3 separate regions of the Mus musculus genome follow, and all the other regions are linked to region 3. The links are chromatin contacts, called in public HiChIP or PLAC-seq maps. All regions are on one chromosome and are shown on one strand. Each heading gives the region's core, a stretch centred on a gene start, on an enhancer-like site or on the middle of the called end of the contact. The rest is flanking DNA. Distances are from core to core; before and after follow the strand shown.

Region 1 (2,700 bases), core at 94-2,593, 250 kb after region 3:
CTAATTAAGAAAATGTCCCACAGACTTATTAACCCACAGGTCCGTCAGGTAAGGGCATTTTCTCAGTTGAGGCTCCGTCTTCCAAATGACTGGTAACTTGTATCAGTTTAACTAAAAAAGGTAGAGGAGGAAGAGGGAAGGAAAAACATGATAAGCATTTACTGACAACTAGAATTAGAGGGCCTGCTCTATATGTTTACTATAGTAGATACCTTACTGGGTCATGAATGGACACATTCTTTTAAGATACTTTTGCCTCTAGACTCTAGCATACCAACTTCCACACATTTTAAATCTGTACTATGCACTATGGCATTCACTAAAGTTTAACATGTGGCTTTTGAATATTTGAAACATGGCTATTTCAAATTTAGGTGTGCTGTTATAATGAGTGTACTGAAAATCTACAGAATGATAGGAAATACTAAAATGATTTTGGTTTTGTCATTTTTGTTCATTGTTTTTGTTTTAGGTGAGGTCTTACTTTGTAGATCTGACTGGCTTCCAACTCTATATAGACCAGGCTGGCCTCAAACTCACAGAGATCTGTCTCTGCCTCTCAGGTGCTAGAATTAAAGGTGTGAACCACCATGCCTGGCTTGATAGCTTTTTAAAAAAGATTTGTTTGAAGGTTTTCTTGTTTTTGTTTTTAACGTATATGAGTGTTTTTCCTACATGTACATCTGTGCACCATCTGTGTGTCTGATGTCTGTCGAGGCCAGAAAAAGGCAGCAGATCCTCTGGAGCTGGAGTTAAAATGGTTGTGAGCATCCCTCTGCAAGAGCAGCCCATGCTCCGAACCACTGAACCATCTCTCTAGCCCCTCATTTGCTCTTTTTTTAATAGAAAATTGAGGCTGGTGGTGGAGACAGGGATGGCACACTGTTATTTCTTTCAGAGTTATGTGGTTACTCTTTCTCTTAAAGTAGGACTCATAGCTTTGGCTCTAAATTGTTTATCATTAATTTGTTAAAATGCTAAGCTAGTTTACTAAAAAAAAAAAAAAAACAAAACAAATTAAGGATTAATGAGTAGTAGGTTAACCATTCTCTTGATTCTAGATACTAATGGAAGTGACTAGTTTTCCAAACCCATTTACAGGAGGCCATCTTCTAACTCAGTTCTCTTCTCAGGCACTACAGACTCGACGTCCAACAACAACACGGCCACGGTGATTTCCACAGCACCCCCTGCTTCCTCAGCAGTCACATCCCCTTCCTTGAGTCCCTCTCCCTCTGCCTCGGCCTCCACCTCAGAGGCCTCCAGTGCCAGTGAGACCAACACGACACAGACCACCTCCACGCCTCTTCCCTCCCCTCTCGGAGCCAGCCAGGTGATGGTGACCACGCCCGGCTTACAGACAGCAGCCGCCGCTCTCCAAGGAGCGGCACAGTTGCCAGCAAACGCCAGTCTTGCTGCTATGGCTGCTGCTGCGGGACTCAGCCCAGGCCTCATGGCACCCTCACAGTTTGCTGCTGGGTAAGGAGCTTTCCCATTCCGTTTGCATCCAGAACAGAACTAGGATCTCATTCCTGCAGCTCCCGGGGAAAATTTGTTATCGCTGTCTTAGGTGGAAAGTATATCTGAGATGGGTTTGCACTTAAGTTTCTAAGTAGCCACATTGTCATTTCCACATGATGACACAGAACTGAGTCACTGAGTAACTCAGTGAGAGAACCAGGAAAATGCTCAGAATTCATCATTATTAAGCTTTCTTCAGTCAAGTATATTTATCTACTTTTTAATTCCCCCAAAACAGGTAAAACTTGGAATAAAGTGATATCTGATTTTATGTGTTTTTCAGTTTTTCTCTGATAATTTCATACATGTATGCAATGTATTTTGGTCATATCCATCCCCAACTCCTCCCAAACTGCCCTGAACTCACCCCCACCCACACGTACGACTTCATTTTTCATGTTTTTTGTTGTTGTTTTGTTTTTTTTCTTCAAGTAGCCAGTCTAGTTAGTTAGTGCTGCCTGTGTATATGTGACTGTAGACCTGCCCACTGGGACACGAGTGACCCACCAGTGAGCTCTCAACTGCCAATAGCTCTTCAGCTAGGGGCGGAATAAGAGCCCTTGCCCTGTCTATACCAGAATGTGTCTGGCTTGATCTTGTTCAGAGAACCTACTCTGCATTCAATGAGTGCAAATTTCATGTCCGGGTCTACAAGACATCAGTTCACAAAACTCCCAGCCTCCAACTCTTACATCTTTTCTACTGAGGAACATTTTCATTAATGTTCCCTAAGTCTTGATGTTAGGGAGATACGGTTGATAGTGATGTCCTATTTAGGGCTGCATACCCAACAGTTGTTTATTCTTATCAGTTTGACCAGTTGACTGCATTAATTATTATCCACTGCAGTAAGAGTTGAGAGCATCATACATCTGGGTATTAACATAAGTTCTTAGAGAGCAGTTCGCCATAACCATTTAACAAAACAATAGTCAGTATCTGCCCCTGCCCTACTCTTGGCCCATGAGCTCCCCATCCAATGGGCTTTTGACTACATTTACAGTACCAGGCAGGAACTTCCTGCTATGAATAGGCCTCAGATCAAACCAGAAACCAGTTGTTTACCACTAGAGCAGTCATCCCACTGTTCCACCAATGCCACATCTTGCCTGATTGGTTAGTATTGCAACATACAGGGTCTAGTATTGCGTAAGAGTGTTGATGCTTTTTCTCTCCCAG
Region 2 (2,700 bases), core at 67-2,566, 230 kb after region 3:
TTGAACCTCAGCTTTAAGAACATGTGCAAGTTAAAGCCCCTTTTAGAGAAGTGGCTAAATGATGCAGGTGAGTGAACATAGAAAGAAATCTCTTCATTGTCCATGGGGTTTCCTAGGAGGGATTAGTCTGCAAACTGGGTGCTTACTGTATTGCTGATACTACAAAGTGTTGGATCCACTAAATCTATGGAAATCATTTGAGCTAGGTCTAAGGATGGACATAGATTTTTTTTTTGAGGATAAGGGTTAGAAGGCCTGTGTGTGTGTAGAAAATCTTAAAGGACAGACAGATTATTCCTTCCTTGAGTAGATTGCCATAGAATTTGTTCCTGGTAATATTTCTGCTTTTGTTAAAAATGACCAGCTATTTCATACAAAATTAGATTTCTGGTCTTGAATTATTTATTTAACTTTGAGACATCCTTTTAAAAACTTTGAATTTTGAGCCACAAAATCAGACTTCAGGAGCTAAAAGGAACCACAAAGATGCCTAACCATGTACTTTCCTTTGTAGATAGAAACAAAAATTAGGCCTTCAGAAAGGAAGATCTTAGACACACCCTCACCCTTGGCATATTGATTCAGTAACTGGGGGAAGTTTAGCCATCTGTTATCTTTTTTGCAGTCACAGGCAAGAACCACTGGTCTGTTCCATCTTGTTTTCATACAGTAGAAAGAAAGCCATTGAAACATGCCCAGGCTTATTCAGTGTTTCCTAAGCTTAAAGAATTCCAAAGTACCCTCTCTCAACTCTTGTGCTAAGAAACTGAAAAGCCATCTTTAAATTAAACATTAAATAATCCAATGAATTTTAAGAAACATTGTTCCTTTTTATCCTCAGCTTATAAACAAGCAAATGTACCGAACTGAGGGAAGTGTAAGTGGAGGAATAGAACCTTTGTATTCTCAGAAACAAACCAAAAATGAGTGGTGACAAAGTTAACCGCCCTGGGATAAAGGTTGCCAGTAAGGACAGTGGGAAGTCAACAGTCCTGAGCAATGCTTCCATGGAATCTCACATTACTAAACATTTTACCAGTTTTCTTGTTCTTATGTATTCTGATATGAATCCTTAAGCTCAGCTGTTTGTGTTTTCTTCATTTCTGTAGAGAACCTCTCATCTGATTCTACAGCATCTAGCCCAAGTGCTTTGAATTCTCCAGGATTGGGGGCTGAGGGCTTGAATCGTAGGAGGAAAAAACGCACCAGCATAGAGACCAACATCCGTGTGGCCTTAGAGAAGAGTTTCATGGAGGTGGGTGTGACTTTTCATGTGTACGGCACTGTTGGGGACTGCAGAGATTAAAGCATATCCTTGTCTTCCTCCGCCCTGTGGGCATTTAACAGGGAGAAAGGAGGATACCAGGTGCTACTGCACTTCAGCGCTGCAGAACTCGAGAGAGACAATGGTTTGAATCATGTGAGCTTTTGGGAGGGAGCTAATCTTGCAGACTGGAAAAGATAGAAGAGTACCTCACACAGAGCCATCTCATAAGCATAGGCCTCCAGAGGAAACCATGCCTGTTCAGACGAAACACTGGTGGTTTGGCTGGCTAAATTTTAGTGTCTTTATGCCTAGAATGGTAGTTTGGGGGCACAACACTAGAGACCTCGAATATCCTATTCTGGAGTTCAAATTAATTCAACAGATATTTGGCTTTAAAACAAATGAACTTTCTACTTAAGGAAACATTGAATCAGGAGTCTTTCTTGTCTTTGCCTCTTATTAAAGGCACATCACGTCTCTTGATTTCAAGATGTTCCTGCGCCTATAAAACTGCCTTCCATTCCTGTCTCAGAAGCATAGTGTGAGGTCCGAGTTAGTATGAATGAAGCACTGAAAACTCAGGCATTCCTAGTAGTCCATAAAGTTGTATCACTTTGATAACTTTCAGATTAATAGACTTTAGCCAGGCATGAGACAGCTAATCCCAGTGCCTGGGAAGCAAAGGTAGGTGGATCTTTGTAATTTTGAGGCCAACCTGGTCTACATGCAGAGTCCCAGGGCAGCCAGAGCGACACACTAAGACCCTGTCTTTAAAAAAAAAATAGACCTTTACAGTAAGGATCACTTATTCTGTTCATAAAATTTTAGATAAGTGTAGTATGTATTAAAACACTTTTGTAGAAGTTGTTGCTAAAGTCTTAATGTGGTCATAAATATTCTACCATGCTTTTCTAGCTGGCTTCTTCCTATGGGTATACTAGTTCATAAAGTTATTTCATAAAGTTGGTTATGGTGGCACGTGCCTTTAATTGCAGTACTCAGGAGGCAGAGGCAGGCAGATCTCTGTAACTTGAGGTCATCCTGGTCTACATAGACTGAGGTTTGATTCCTAAAACCCCACATAGTGGCTCAGAACCATCTGTAATTCTAGGTCCAGGAGATTGAACACTATGTCTTCTGACCTCTGGGGTCAGTGTACATACATGCAGGCAAAATACACATACACGTAATAAATAAATCTTAAAAGAAACAAAGTGTTCTAAAGCTAGGATATAATTCAAATGTAGAGCCATTATCCCTGGATTCAATCTCCAGCATGGCAAATATATAACATGAAATTTTTAAAATTTTAAAAGATGGGCTTTTTTTCCCTCTCTTAGAATCAAAAGCCTACCTCGGAAGACATCACCTTGATTGCTGAACAGCTCAATATGGAAAAGGAGGTGATTCGTGTTTGGTTTTGTAACCGCCGC
Region 3 (2,700 bases), core at 196-2,695:
CTTTTCACCTGTTACACTTTGCTTAGTCACAGTTTAGCCTTCTCCTACTGTATATGATGATTTTCCAGTTTCTGGACACTGTCGTCAGGTTATCTTACTCAGGACAGACCCCCTGATGCTGGGTCTCTACTCTGGCTCTCTTGCTGACTCTGCAGCCCTTAAGAAATGAACGGACGTCCATCTGCTCCTTAAATTGTCCTGTAAGGTGTGCTAGGATTCACTCTTCAACGTCCCTTCCCTTTTAAGAGTTATCTTCCAGGGTGTGTAACCTCTGTTCTGTCTCTACTTAGACATCTAGCCGGCTGCGGCTCGTTCTTTCCTGCTGCAGGACTGTGCACTGTGCTCTCTCGGCAGCCCCTCCCCACTATTATACCCATTATATTTTATCCAGCTTATCCTTTAAAGGCCTGCTCCTACATCATGTCTCCCACGAAGCCTTCCCTGGCTTCGCAGCTCAGAACTTGCTCCTTCTTGAGATTCAGTGCAGCGCTCTGAGTCTCTTCTAGGGCAGGAACTCCACTCTTACACTTCAGCTATATTTAGTCTCTGTCTAATGCCTCCTAATAAACTGTGAGCTCATTCATTCATTCAGCCAATCTCTGAGGCTACTACTCTGGGCACGTTTCCATCTAGCTAGGAAGACAAGGGCTATGAGTCTAACTAACTTAGTCAGGTACAGTGCCCAGTGCATAGGAGGTAACTAAGAAATATTTACAAACGTGGAGGCAGATGGAAAGATGGATGGATAGGGGAGGGGTCACTGTGGAGAGGGTGAACTGGAAGCCACCAGAAGCATGGAGGCAGGTAGAAGGAAGGATGCACGGACTCTCAGGACGTCGAGCATGAGAGGGTTAACTGTGGGCAGTTGGGGACTGCAAGGATGGTGGCAGAATGTCATGAGTTCCACCATAGAGTGGGTCATGAGTCTTTTGGAGTTTATCAAGTCTTCCGAATTCTTACGTTACTCCCTAGTTGCAACTGGCCACTACCAGGGCCATGAATGGTGAGGCAGAGATATGAAGGGAAGGTACAACTTGTTGTCAGGCTGGTCTCAAGCCATGACTTCTCTTTAATCAAAACATGGTGTTCTCCCCATGCCTGGCTGAGGGCCAACCTGTTCTGTATAATTGGTATTTTCCTTTCCTAGGCTTCCTCCAAGATGCTATGAGGTAAAGTTAAGTTCGTTCCAAATGTGCTGATTTGGATTATTTTCAGAAAGTGCTTTGAGGAGCCAGCCTCCTGCGGGAGATGGTTTTCTCTAGGTCCTTGTGTCACAGCATGAGCCTGTTCTAAACCCACTGCTAAACATCAATGTCTGAGAATCAGCCGGAAGGGAAAGGGTTAAGTGAAGCCTGCATTCCTTCCTCCCAGAGAGCTGCCATCCTATGGGGCCAGAGGCTAAATTTAGAGACTGGCTAAGGTTTCTTGTTAACAGCTGTCCCTCAGAGCAGAAGCACACCAGAGAAGAGAAAGCTCCCGTCCCTCTCTAGACCAAACTTCTGGTCACTTTCCTGGGGTTCTTGGTCCTTGGTGAGGACACACCAGCACAAGGTGAGTGTTCGTTCCCTTCTGTGGTGAGCTGGGACTTAGACTTCAGGGGTGCCAGTCTGCCCTGAGTGTCAGGCCACAGCCATAGCTGGGACTAGCTATCAGGGACTTTTTGTGCCTTAATAGGTAGGCTATGGGGTGGACCTTCAGCCCAAGGCCCTGAATGACACAGAGTCAATAAATATCACTGAAGGGAGCCTGTTTTCCCTTCCAGTAAGATAAAAGGTGTGTACATTAATGTAGTTGGAAGGGGGACTTCAAATGTCCTTTTTAGTCTGGGGAATCCACCGCCTTTCACAAACCTCCCACACTACAGTTAAAATAAACCTTTGCTTTTCCTCTCTGCTTCCCTGTTAATATCCACGAAAGGAGTCAAGATGTCACTTCTTACATATTGTGTCACCTCATGGTATCCTTCTAAGGACAGTCGGCCTTCATCTTCTTGGTTTCCCTATGGCTCCTTTACCCACTCGGGTATTAGCACGCCCTCCCCTCCCCATTCTCAGTCCACCAAGGTGACATTGGTGACACGTCCCCCTCCCCCTACAAAGCCTATGGAATCTAATTCCCTAAACAACCTCTTCCTGTCAGGCAGACAGAGGCTGACAGGCTGACATGGCTACCGGTGGAGACGCAGAGGAGGAGCAGGTAGTTCCAAACGAGGAGGATGAAGCAGATGTGAGAGCTGTACAGGCCCGCTATCTCCGGAGTCCCTCCCCAAGCCAGTAAGTGGGCCACTGCTGAGTGTCATAGGAGCCAGTCAGCATGACGCTGGGCTCTATTCCCCAGGATGGTGGACTGAGGCGTGGTGGTGAGAGCTAGACGTTGGTCTCTCCAGAATGTGTGGTGCTGTGGGCTGGTAGGGTGGGGGAGGGGTGACAAGCACACAGGGAAAGACCAGAGGCTTCTGGGAGGTGCTGCTGCTGGCCTGAACCTGGAAGTAGGAATTTGGCAGGTCAACCGACAGGATGCACTTGATTCACCAGGACCAGGGCTGGATATGGGGTTGAGATGCCAGAAAGTCTAAGAGGAGAGATGAAGAAGGAATGAGGACCAAGGGCCAAGCCCTGGTACTAAAATTATTTTGTACCACAATGGAGGTGTTGATTTTAAAGAAAATACCATATATTCCCGTTTTCTTCTGTCACGACT

Evidence for each region. HiChIP or PLAC-seq counts read pairs in DNA pulled down with a chosen protein or histone mark.
Region 1: a contact with region 3 is called in an H3K27ac HiChIP or PLAC-seq map of embryonic stem cells, with 9 read pairs. The contact joins the enhancer-like site here to the promoter of Dusp27 in region 3. A contact is called at or near these places in 10 of 39 promoter capture datasets (the 3T3-L1 cell line, the HPC-7 cell line, the SN4741 cell line and 6 more), 2 of 115 datasets of contacts at active chromatin or transcription factors (embryonic stem cells and pancreatic cancer cells) and 3 of 9 other capture datasets (adipose tissue, liver and pancreatic islet).
Region 2: an H3K27ac HiChIP or PLAC-seq map of embryonic stem cells shows a contact between it and region 3, with 4 times the contacts expected there. The contact joins the enhancer-like site here to the promoter of Dusp27 in region 3. A contact is called at or near these places in 1 of 39 promoter capture datasets (maxillary cranial neural crest), 1 of 484 Hi-C or Micro-C datasets (nephron progenitors), 5 of 115 datasets of contacts at active chromatin or transcription factors (embryonic stem cells and pancreatic cancer cells) and 1 of 9 other capture datasets (liver).

Annotation. Positions count from the first base shown.
Region 1 is chr1:165,878,909-165,881,608 of GRCm38.p6, reverse strand. Pou2f1 (POU domain, class 2, transcription factor 1) reads left to right here. Exons shown (of 16, transcript NM_198932.3): 14 at 1,134-1,479. Among named protein-coding and RNA genes, the nearest start is that of Gm32999, 31 kb to the right of the region's middle. Within about 2 kb of position 1,343, at least 13 of the 459 cell types and tissues checked have an H3K27ac peak or open chromatin away from gene starts, as enhancers often do. A contact at or near this core is called in embryonic stem cells, where this site is marked.
Region 2 is chr1:165,894,992-165,897,691 of GRCm38.p6, reverse strand. It overlaps Pou2f1 (POU domain, class 2, transcription factor 1), which reads left to right. Exons shown (of 16, transcript NM_198932.3): 10 at 1-67; 11 at 1,110-1,255; 12 at 2,608-2,700. Among named protein-coding and RNA genes, the nearest start is that of Gm32999, 47 kb to the right of the region's middle. Within about 2 kb of position 1,316, at least 8 of the 459 cell types and tissues checked have an H3K27ac peak or open chromatin away from gene starts, as enhancers often do. A contact at or near this core is called in embryonic stem cells, where this site is marked.
Region 3 is chr1:166,126,643-166,129,342 of GRCm38.p6, reverse strand. It overlaps Dusp27 (dual specificity phosphatase 27 (putative)), which reads left to right and starts at 1,445. Exons shown (of 6, transcript NM_001160049.1): 1 at 1,445-1,551; 2 at 2,144-2,273. The coding sequence starts at 2,164.